2 separate regions of the Mus musculus genome follow, and region 1 is linked to region 2. A link is a contact called in public Hi-C data. All regions are on one chromosome and are shown on one strand. The core of a region is the stretch at or near the end of the contact, and the rest is flanking DNA. Distances in the headings are between cores, read along the strand shown.

Region 1 (5,011 bases), core at 1,225-3,724, 800 kb after region 2:
TGTGTGTGTATCTGTGTCTATATATTAGATGACTCTCATAAGAAGTACTAATTAAGAGTCTAGCACTTTTTATTTAAGAAAGGGAAGACACTACTACAATTCATAAATAATAGACCGAGACCTGTTGTAGGTACCCCCTGGGTTTCAGATGTTTGTTGCTATTGATATTGTTGTGTGTGTTTAGGAATGCTGAAAAACACGGCCTCACTTTTGTGCTTGAGTAACTTGGCATGGACAAATCTTTATAAGAAAGACAATCCTGAACTGATTTATAACTCTCTGTGGATTTTAAACTTTGTGAAAATGACATTGTTTTTTATGTGGAATCTCACTCTGGACACCTCAGACTTTCTCTGACATAGTGTAACTGCATGGTTTAAGTCTCATTTTTGGTGAGAGTTTTTATATAAATTTTGTAATCCTTTTAAATTTAAAAATAATTGGAGGTAATTACATCAAGTATTTACTGATTATTTAAGTGCTTGTTCTAGGGTGGTGTTACGAATAATTATATACATACATACACAAAACAAACGCACAAAGGGCTTCTTTTCACTGAATTTTAAATTGTGATACTGGTATGTAAGTATCATCTTTGGGATTTGTTGTAACATTCACATTCCTCAACCATACTTCTGAAAGTGTAGAATGGAGCTGTTGATAAAGTATATTTAATAAGCACTAGCTTAATTAATTTTTATCTCACAGGACTTAGTATGTAGTATTAGATTATAGATAAACTGTGATGTATAAAGGCTTACAAGTATCAGATCTGGAATCTAAGCCAAGATGCTTTTTAAACTTTGCTGCTTCTGCTTTTCTAGTTTGCTCCTCTTTTCAGTTACTTTTAAATACTATTTAGGTAATTCCATAACATCTTTGGCATCTCTATATCATGTTGTTGTCTAGTTTAGCTTTCAATATTGAATAGTTTGTGAGCACTGCCATCATCTTGTTAGCCTCATGAAGATGAAAGAACATAACACCACATCTGTACAGAAAACACACACTCATGTGTTTCTCTTTGAAAGTTGTTTGAAAATGTAGAATACATTTTTGAACAAGTGATTCGGCCATAGATAGAAATTTCTGGCTACTGGTTTGATTTTACCAGTGTGCACTCATTGTTTAAAGTGTTTGGGAGTAGTAATGAGTGGGTAGGTGAGGTATACTGCACACTTAAAGTCTTGTGGACATGCCTGTACTTTACCTGCTAGGTGCCCACCTTCCAACAGTTAACAGACCTGTTAGGAAGAGATCTTGCATTCTTGCCAAGAACATTTTCTTTGCACCTTGTTTTAAGTTCTTTAGGAAAATGGCATAGTACTTTTTACTGCTTAGAGAAACTTTCATATCTTTAGCTAATGGCTGGTTTATGTATAACTGCTATCTTGTAAGGACTTGACCTTAACAATATCAATAAGTTGGCTATGTCAGTTAAGTAATGGGAGTCATTATAACAAAGACATCATTTATTTAGAGTATTTTTATTAGTATTATCGTCAGTGATAATAGGACATACATAATTTAAAATCTGTTTCTTTAAAATTATGGTTCTTTATAAGAAACAAACCATTCACTGTAAAATAATTTAGCATGATTAAGGATGCAAACAAGGCATGCCTCCATGTGATTAGTAATTGAAGCTACTGACGTCTGTTTCTAACTCACCGTTGTTTCATGGTGTCACTGCTTTCACAGTCGTCTCTGATGGAAGCTGGAGAGGTAATGCTCTAAGCTCTCGCAGACCCCATCCACCTTTTACCTTGATGGTGTGCTGTTCAGAGTGTGCTGCCCTGCAGGTTATGGACGTCTCTGTAACCTTACAGCTCGTCTTCCTGCTTTCATGTTCTTCCCCTCTGCTATTGCTACAATAGTACTTTACATGTTAGATTATGTTCTTCTGTGATCAAAAGTACTCAAGGGCTCTTACTGCTTTGTACCCTATCATATGTGGTCCACTGTACATCATCTTCTCATGTTTTTTCTCCATGCTATACCCAAAACCATCTAGTATACACATCTAGAGTTATATTCTTCCCTCTTTGATTCCGATAAATAATCCCAGGAGAGAAAACTCAGAATAATCTGTATAAATATTGTATCATATTTCATTATTCCTAAGCTTCTTGAAGACAAAGTATGTAACTGCTGTGTTTATAGTGTTGGTGAGGGATGACCACCCTGCAAGTACTGAACGCAATGTTGAGTTTTTCTGTCGAGTCTCCTTGAGATGATAAGATCAATCGTAGGAATTCCTGTAATAAACATCCAGATACTTTTAGAACCTTGCCTTGAGACAGAACTGTAGTTTTGGAGGATGTACAATAAGTTGAAGTAGTCCTAGCTTCTATAAGACAGAGACATGGTTCCCGAGTCAAGAAGCAGCCTCTCGCTTTGTACTATATAGGCCACTTTTCTTTTGCTTCTGCTGGAGCTCTTTCCACACATAGGAAGAAGCTCATCCACAGGGAGTAAATTGAATGCAAACTGGTTTTTCTGGTGATGGTGAGTCATGAGTATGAGGGAATTGACGGACTGACTCTCTTATTAAGCCTTATTGTCGTAAAGAGTTAATGTGGTTTCAGTAAAACTGTTTGTGAACTTAAGTTTCCTGTTTATAAGATCTGTGTTCATGCTGAGAATACCTGCCGCTTGGTAAGGTAAAGATTAGAGTCTAGAAATTGCTTACCTTAAATAAGATACAAAGTTAGCTTTTTGTTCATTTCAAAAGGCTGTATATCTAGCACTTTAGTATTGCAACATTGTTCTTTTTAAAGTGACATCTACTTCCTTAGTCCTTATGAAATTTTGTCTGGTTGTTGGTTTGAGATGGAGTAAGGGCTTTCATATGTTGGGGATCCCCAAGTTGAGCATGCAAAGTAACCATTGACCTTAATATTTAAGCAGTAATAGGATGACATTTCATGCTGTGCCAAATTACTACCCTCTGAGAAACCAAATCATCTCTGAAAATGCTTTGTAGAGTTTTCTTCTTGATTGTGAACTTATATACATATCTATGGAAAAGTAGTGAGAAACCAAGTTGTAGGATAATATTGAAGCCAGCTTAGGAAAATGTGCTCCTTTCTTTCTTAGGAAAGATGTAGGGGAAACTTACTAAATGTTATTGATAATGTTTAGCATTTATAGAAGCATACCTTTTAAAATTCATCCGTACTTAAAATATAACTACATCTTCCCTTTCCCCAGGTTACCGTCCTCCAGTTCCTCCATGTCTCCCTGCCTCCCTCTCACATCCACAGCTTTGTTTCCTCTGAGTGCTTTGGTTACCTGTATGTATGCATAAATGTAAAGATACAACCTGCTGAGTCGGAATTTGTTGTTTGTGTGTATGGTTTCAGATTCCTTTCTTAGATAGTTTTCCCCTTTCTCTGCCTATTAATTTCCTGGTTCTTTACCTAGGGGTAAAATCCTATGAGATTTCTCTTTTTTGGTGATAATACCTGTTTATGCCGTCATTTCTTTTTTCTTTTTTCTTTTTTTTTTTTTGGTTAATTTTTCTTTATTAGATATTTTCTTCATTACATGTCAAATACTATCCAGAAAGCCCCCTATACCCTCCCCTCACCCTGCTCCCCAACCCACCCACTCCTGCTTCCTGGCCCTGGCATTCCCCTGTACTGGGGCATATGATCTTCGCATGACTAAGGGCCTCTCCTCCCATTGATGGCTGACTAGGCCATCCTCTATGCAGTCATTTTTAGGGAAGACTTTTACTACAGGCTTCCTAGTCCTCTAGCTCTTAAAATTTTCCCAGCCTGTCTTGTGCAGTATTCTCTGAGCCATAGATACAGAAGCAGCAATGTAGATGTGCATATGAGGCTTGGCTTCCACACTCGGTTAATCTCTGCTTGTGTTGTGTCCAGTTGTGGTTTTCTGTGATTGTCTCCATTTGATAGTAAAGAACTATGCAGACCTAGCAAAATCGTGGTATTAGATTCTTTTCTAAGGTCCATGACCTCATTAGCCCTGGGAATCTGGCTATGTTTCCGGTACCAGGCATTCTTTTCCTCCTGTTGAGTGGACCTTTAGTGCAGTCAGATGCTGTTGGTTACATTCACTGCATCTTGATGGACATTTCATCGTGCTGGTTAGTATTATGGTTCAGAGGTGTCACAACTGGGCAGGGTTTTAAATTACTTCCCTCCCTTGGCAGCGCGCATAGGATTTTCTAGAACCATGGAAGCTGGACCACATGAAGGAGGTTTCCAGATTGGATCCATTTTGAATTACTATTGTGTAACAAACTTTTTCCTGTGCAGATGCAATACACATATCTGTTTACCCTAGGAATTCCACAACAGACCAAAGTAACAAATACCATCAAAGTCGAACTTAGTGAACCATGAGTTTGATTGGGGTTACAATCAATGTGTCACTTTCAGGAACAAATATGATTCAAGGACAGCTACATTATCAAAGCCCATCGAGTATGGGTGACCGCTCACAACAACTGAGAACCTGGAGTGCTTTGCATAACCTGCAGGTAGCCCAACAGGTTGGAGAGTGTCCTTTATAGGTGACTCTGGTCTAAACCTCTTTTAGACAGCTCCATTGATCGCCACTTCTTCTAGGTAGCTGGTCTGGGCTCAGAGTGTTCATTTCATCTTTTGCCCTTCTGAGTCTTCTTTACAGCTTAGCCTATTAGGTCTGAGAGGGACTCAGCTTTTGTGGCAGAGAGAGGGGCCTAGTGAATCTGGTCAGTTTCAGGTATTTCCTGGAACTGTTTTGAGTTGTTTACTTTCTTGTTTTAAGGCATTATCCTGAAGGATGAAATGTTTAAATCTGGGAAGAAGCTGTTATAGAAGTAAGTTGGCGGCTTAATGCCTACAGTTTATTAATACATGTTGTTTTTCTTCTGCTTGAAACAAGACTTTGTTTGATTTATGGAGACAAATGATTTAGAATGAATTGTAGCAAAAAGGGAAAGAAATCATTTGCATTTCTTTTATCACTTTCTGTAAGTAATTTTAAGATTGGTGTACAT
Region 2 (4,722 bases), core at 225-2,724:
TTAGTAAGATGCATCACTTCATAACTAAAACTTTTAAGTTGCATATTGGAAAATATAGAAAGTGAAGGTTGGTAGCTTAGTTGAGCTTTAGAAATAGTTAGATTGGTTCTTAAAATTGGCCAATTGCATTTCACAATTTAGAAACAAAGATACAGTAGCCAGGACTTCACAGACCTGATGAGTGAGTCATGACACCAAAGACAATAAACACTGAAAGCAACTTAAGACAATCTCAAATGTAGAGAAAGTTCTTTATAGTGGCACACTGGGCATGTAGCTACGTGTTGTTCTAAGCATGACAGACATTTGTGAGTGTAGCTGTTAAAGCATTCAAACAAATTTGAAGCAAGAAGAGTGGGCAAATACACATTTTCCAATGAGACACAGGCACCAGGCATCATGGGTTCAAACACGACACACCAATAAATCTTTCTAGCCCTTTAGATCACTCTCTAATGCTGGTGTTCAGTATTAGCTAGGGAGTAAACCCTAGCTCATTGTTTTTCTGAAGGTTCCCACAAAACAAATGTTGTATAAAACCTTGGATGCTATTGAGAAAGAAGGCAACCAGTTGCCAAGTAAGTTGATATGCTCAACTGGAACTGTATCACATACTCCTATGTACTGGCCGCTCATCAGAATGATTTCTGTTGTCAGTTTTATTTTTGTGCAGCTAATCACCTCAAAAAAATGTCAGGGCTATTTTACCATCTTTTTTATATGTTAGCAAATGCAGGCTCTTCAGGAACTAATTCAGCCAAGACCCCACAGCTAGTGTGTATTGAGTCTTGGATTCAAATACAATTTTTTATGACATTGAAACGGATTCCACTTATCCACAAAGCTATTAAGAAATAAATAATAGTTGATATCAAGTTCAGTTCCTTTGCTTTATTGTTCTAGATTATTCAGGCAAGGAGGTCTTGAATGTCTCTTTTAAAATATCTATGTCATTGTATCCACTCACAATGATTTGCCAGTAATTGCACACAATCTATAAAAAAAATAATCACCTCATTTTACTACCACATCTCACATGGGATAAAAAGACTCCAAAAGAAAACACAACTATGTAGAATTGAAACCCTTCCTAAAATGTCATTGCCTTAAACTGTGAGCTGCCTTTATGTGACTCTGACTAAAACAGATGTAGGCTCTGTGTCCAGTCCTCCCATTGACACATTTCCAAATAGGCCAATGGACTAGCTCAGCACAACCCAGTCTTTGAGACAAAGGGGAGTCTGACCTTTGGGCGGTCAGGGACTTTATATTGACGTCATACCTCCCACTCAAATGTGCCCTGAATAATATTTTCCCAGGATAGGTACCGTGGGAAAACTTTAATATTCATAGGTGGCAATTCAAAGAATCCTGAAAACTATGTAGAGAAAAAAATGCCCTCTAAGATGACTCCAGTGTCACTAACACAGCAGTCAGAACAAGTATGAAAGCCCAAGGCAATGGCAAGCTTACTCTGCTGTTTGGAACAATGTCCTGCTTGTGTGGGTATCACCCCCTTAAGATTCATATCACAGGCAGGATATGAATGTGTCCCAAGCAGGGTTTGACAGCTGTTTCTGAGCTTTCTAGATCAGAGATAAAAATAGATACTATCAGCATAGCCTTCTTTATGCATTTCCAAATGGATGAGTTGTCATTCATATTATACAACTATTTCTAACCAGTTGCCCAGCCTTCTACCCCAGTAAGCTTTGCTCAGCCACACCTCAGTAACCACTGGGATTCTTTCATAATCATTTTTCCAAGATTCCCAGAAATATCTGAACAATACTTTAAAGACCTGTAAGCCCTGGATTGCTTTGTCAAATCATGAATAAAACACCAGAGTCAGTTACCAAGCACTACCAGAAGGAATGTGAACTCTTTTACCCAGAAAAACATGGTTTTAACAGATCCTGAAAATACCCTTATTGTATAGGCCATCCATGTACTCAAGTGATGACAGCAGGAGGCCCTCCTAGATATTAGGAAAACATACAAAGCAATCACAATCTTGTTTTAAGTTTGCAATCTAGTAATGGAAAAAAAAAACTTACATACAGCTAACCTTGATAATACACAATGAATATTAGTCAAAAGGCACCCTAGCTGAGAAATAGCCACAGTCTTATAAATAATAACTGAACATAGATACAGAAATATTATCTACTTCAGGGATAAGTCAGAGAAGAAAAGATTGATTTTGTCCAAAGCAAGAATTAGTCAATTTCCTCCCTTTCAGGCCACATCAACATGACTTACAGTACAGGTCCACCGTTTTAGAAATGACTTATTGTACTGGGACTCGGGGAGAGGAAACAATAGGTAATATCATAGCTTATCTAGAGTGGAAAATAGAATGATTTTAAGGTGTGACACTGTGGAGTCAAATTCAATTGCCTTTCCCAATTTACAAATATGACTAAGAAAAGTGTGTGTGTGTGTGTGTGTGTGTGTGTGTGTGTGTGTAGGGGTAAGAAAAGTATGTGTGTGTGTGTGTGTGTGTGTGTGTGTGTGTGTGTGTGTGTGTGTAGGGGGGAATTGTGATTACCTAGTAGGTCAAACATAGAAGGCTAGTTGTATGGAAATGGAAGGCTTCTAGAAATTGTGGCTATGAGTTTTTCATATTGATTACTGCATGAAATTGCTGAAATCTCAAGTTCTTGAATTCTGTGGTGGTTTGCCCCAGGGAATGGCACTATGAGGAGGTTTGGCCTTGTTGAAGTAGGTATGGCCTTATTGGAGGAAGTGTGTCTCTGTGGGGGTGAGCTTTTGGATCCTCCTCCTAGCTGCCTGGATGTCAGACTTCTCCTGGATACAGTCGGATCAAGATATAGAACACAGCTCCACAAGCACCATGCCAAGCTTTCTGTCTTGATGGAAATAAACTGAATCTCTGAACATGGCAACCAGCTCCACTTAAATATTGTCATGGTGTCTCTTCACATGAATAAAACTCAAACTAAGAAAAATTTAAAGTCTCATCTTCAGACTGAACTTGGGGTGCATGTCTGGTTAGCTGCTGGGCCTCATTGGACATCTTAGCTTCTTCATCATTGTTCCTTTCAAGCCCCTTTGCCTGTGCTTACTGAGGTCTCAGTTCCCTTTAATAAAGGAGTAGAATGGATGAATCTACCTGAAAATGATGTTTGCAAATGTAAAACTCAGTCACATTTCAAATTTTAAATTATTCTATAAAACCACATAAACAGGAACGGAGAAAATCTCCAACTAAAATGTTTTCCAATCTCAACATCCTTCCTTTCAGAAGCTAATATCAAATGCACTCTATACCTCTCTCTAAATTTGTACATTTGTCTTCACTTGCCAGGCCAGTGGCACATATTCATCATCTCAGCATTCAGGGTGCTGGCACATGAGAGCTACACATTTCAGTCTAGCCTGGGCTATATAATGAGACTTAAAAAAAACCCACAATTTTATACACACATAAATTGTTTCTGGGGATTGTTTAGGGATAGTACTTTTGAAATCACATGTACTCATATTGCATTATGTGCAAGCTGCTTTAGAGACTATTCAGAGATGACTTAGAACTGGACTCTAACTCCATTCTGCATCTCTGGTTCCCTATAGCCCTTTACAAGAATCAACTTACTCTTCTGAGTTGGTCTTCAAATTCTTCATCAAAGAAGAGAAAATGTAGTGAAGTGCCCTGTGGTTGATAGTATGCTCAGTAAATTAAAAAACTTGCATCCAAGTTCTACACTTAAAAATATACCATAAGAAAAAGCTAATAAATAATCTAAAAGTGATCAAGGTCAGACAAACAGGTGGCTTCTTGTGAATCAATTGCCTAATGAATAAAGGAGCCAATCACTGGGTGAATAGGCAGGAATTCCGGGTTGGATGGAGGAAGAGAGGAAGAAGGAGAGAGTTAGGTCTTTTTGGAACAGGGACAGTGTAAGTGTAAGATATAGTTGCTAGAGGTTCCCGGTATCATGGCGGATCCACGGGGATTAGCCACGGAGGAATCAGATTTTAATAAGGCTTACAAGATCAGGTTTTAGTTGTTGTGCCCAGAGACTGAGTTACTATTGTTTCTGAACTAAGTTTGTGTTGAGTTTTCCTTCACAGGGTGGCTCGTCTTGGTTCAAGAGAGAAGGGTACTGTGGCAAAGCTTGAGTTTGCCTGATGTGCACCACAAAGGCCACGTAGGATTTGAAACATGGGACTAGCATGGTAGCGACCTGCAAGTTGGAACTTAGTGAGTTGGATAGAGAGACTGTGGAGTTCTGAGTCAGAGCCTCCATGAGATAAAAACAGGTCTGCCATTGCCCAGCTGTGCATGGTCAGCCAAGCAGCAGGGGCAGAGAGTTGGAGTCACACACAGCTCAGGAACATGCCAGATTCTTTTTTTTCTTTTTTTTTTTATTATTTCCCGCAACAGTTCCAGTTTCCACTTTGATACAATGTGTACATTTTACCTAGAAGGTTTTCTTTTGCCCACTGCTTTGAGCTTCATTTTTATTCTATCTCTGGATCCCTCATGACACAGAAAGCAGATCTTCTGAAAATAAATAAGATTGCATTGTGGAAGGTACAAGACCTTATGAAAGACAGAGTTCAGGTAAAAATTTTGAAGAGGATAATCTCCAGTTTGAACACTTCAACTGTGGTTATATAACATGCATGCACTAACACACACACACACACATATTCCAAATTCATCCATATTCCTGATATAAGGCCCTGTACACT

What was found. Hi-C and Micro-C count contacts between places; a contact is called where the count stands out from the background.
Region 1: a contact with region 2 is called in a Hi-C map of epidermal suprabasal cells, with 3 times the contacts expected there. The contact joins two enhancer-like sites. A contact is called at or near these places in 3 of 484 Hi-C or Micro-C datasets (adipose-derived mesenchymal stem cells, epidermal suprabasal cells and liver).

The regions. Positions count from the first base shown.
Region 1 is chr2:48,875,212-48,880,222 of GRCm38.p6, forward strand. All of the region lies in intron 4 of Acvr2a (activin receptor IIA), which reads left to right. Among named protein-coding and RNA genes, the nearest start is that of Acvr2a, 64 kb to the left of the region's middle. Within about 2 kb of position 2,475, at least 1 of the 459 cell types and tissues checked has an H3K27ac peak or open chromatin away from gene starts, as enhancers often do. A contact at or near this core is called in epidermal suprabasal cells, where this site is marked.
Region 2 is chr2:48,081,102-48,085,823 of GRCm38.p6, forward strand. All of the region lies in intron 4 of Gm13481 (predicted gene 13481), which reads right to left. Among named protein-coding and RNA genes, the nearest start is that of Gm52576, 250 kb to the left of the region's middle. Within about 2 kb of position 1,475, at least 18 of the 459 cell types and tissues checked have an H3K27ac peak or open chromatin away from gene starts, as enhancers often do. A contact at or near this core is called in epidermal suprabasal cells, where this site is marked.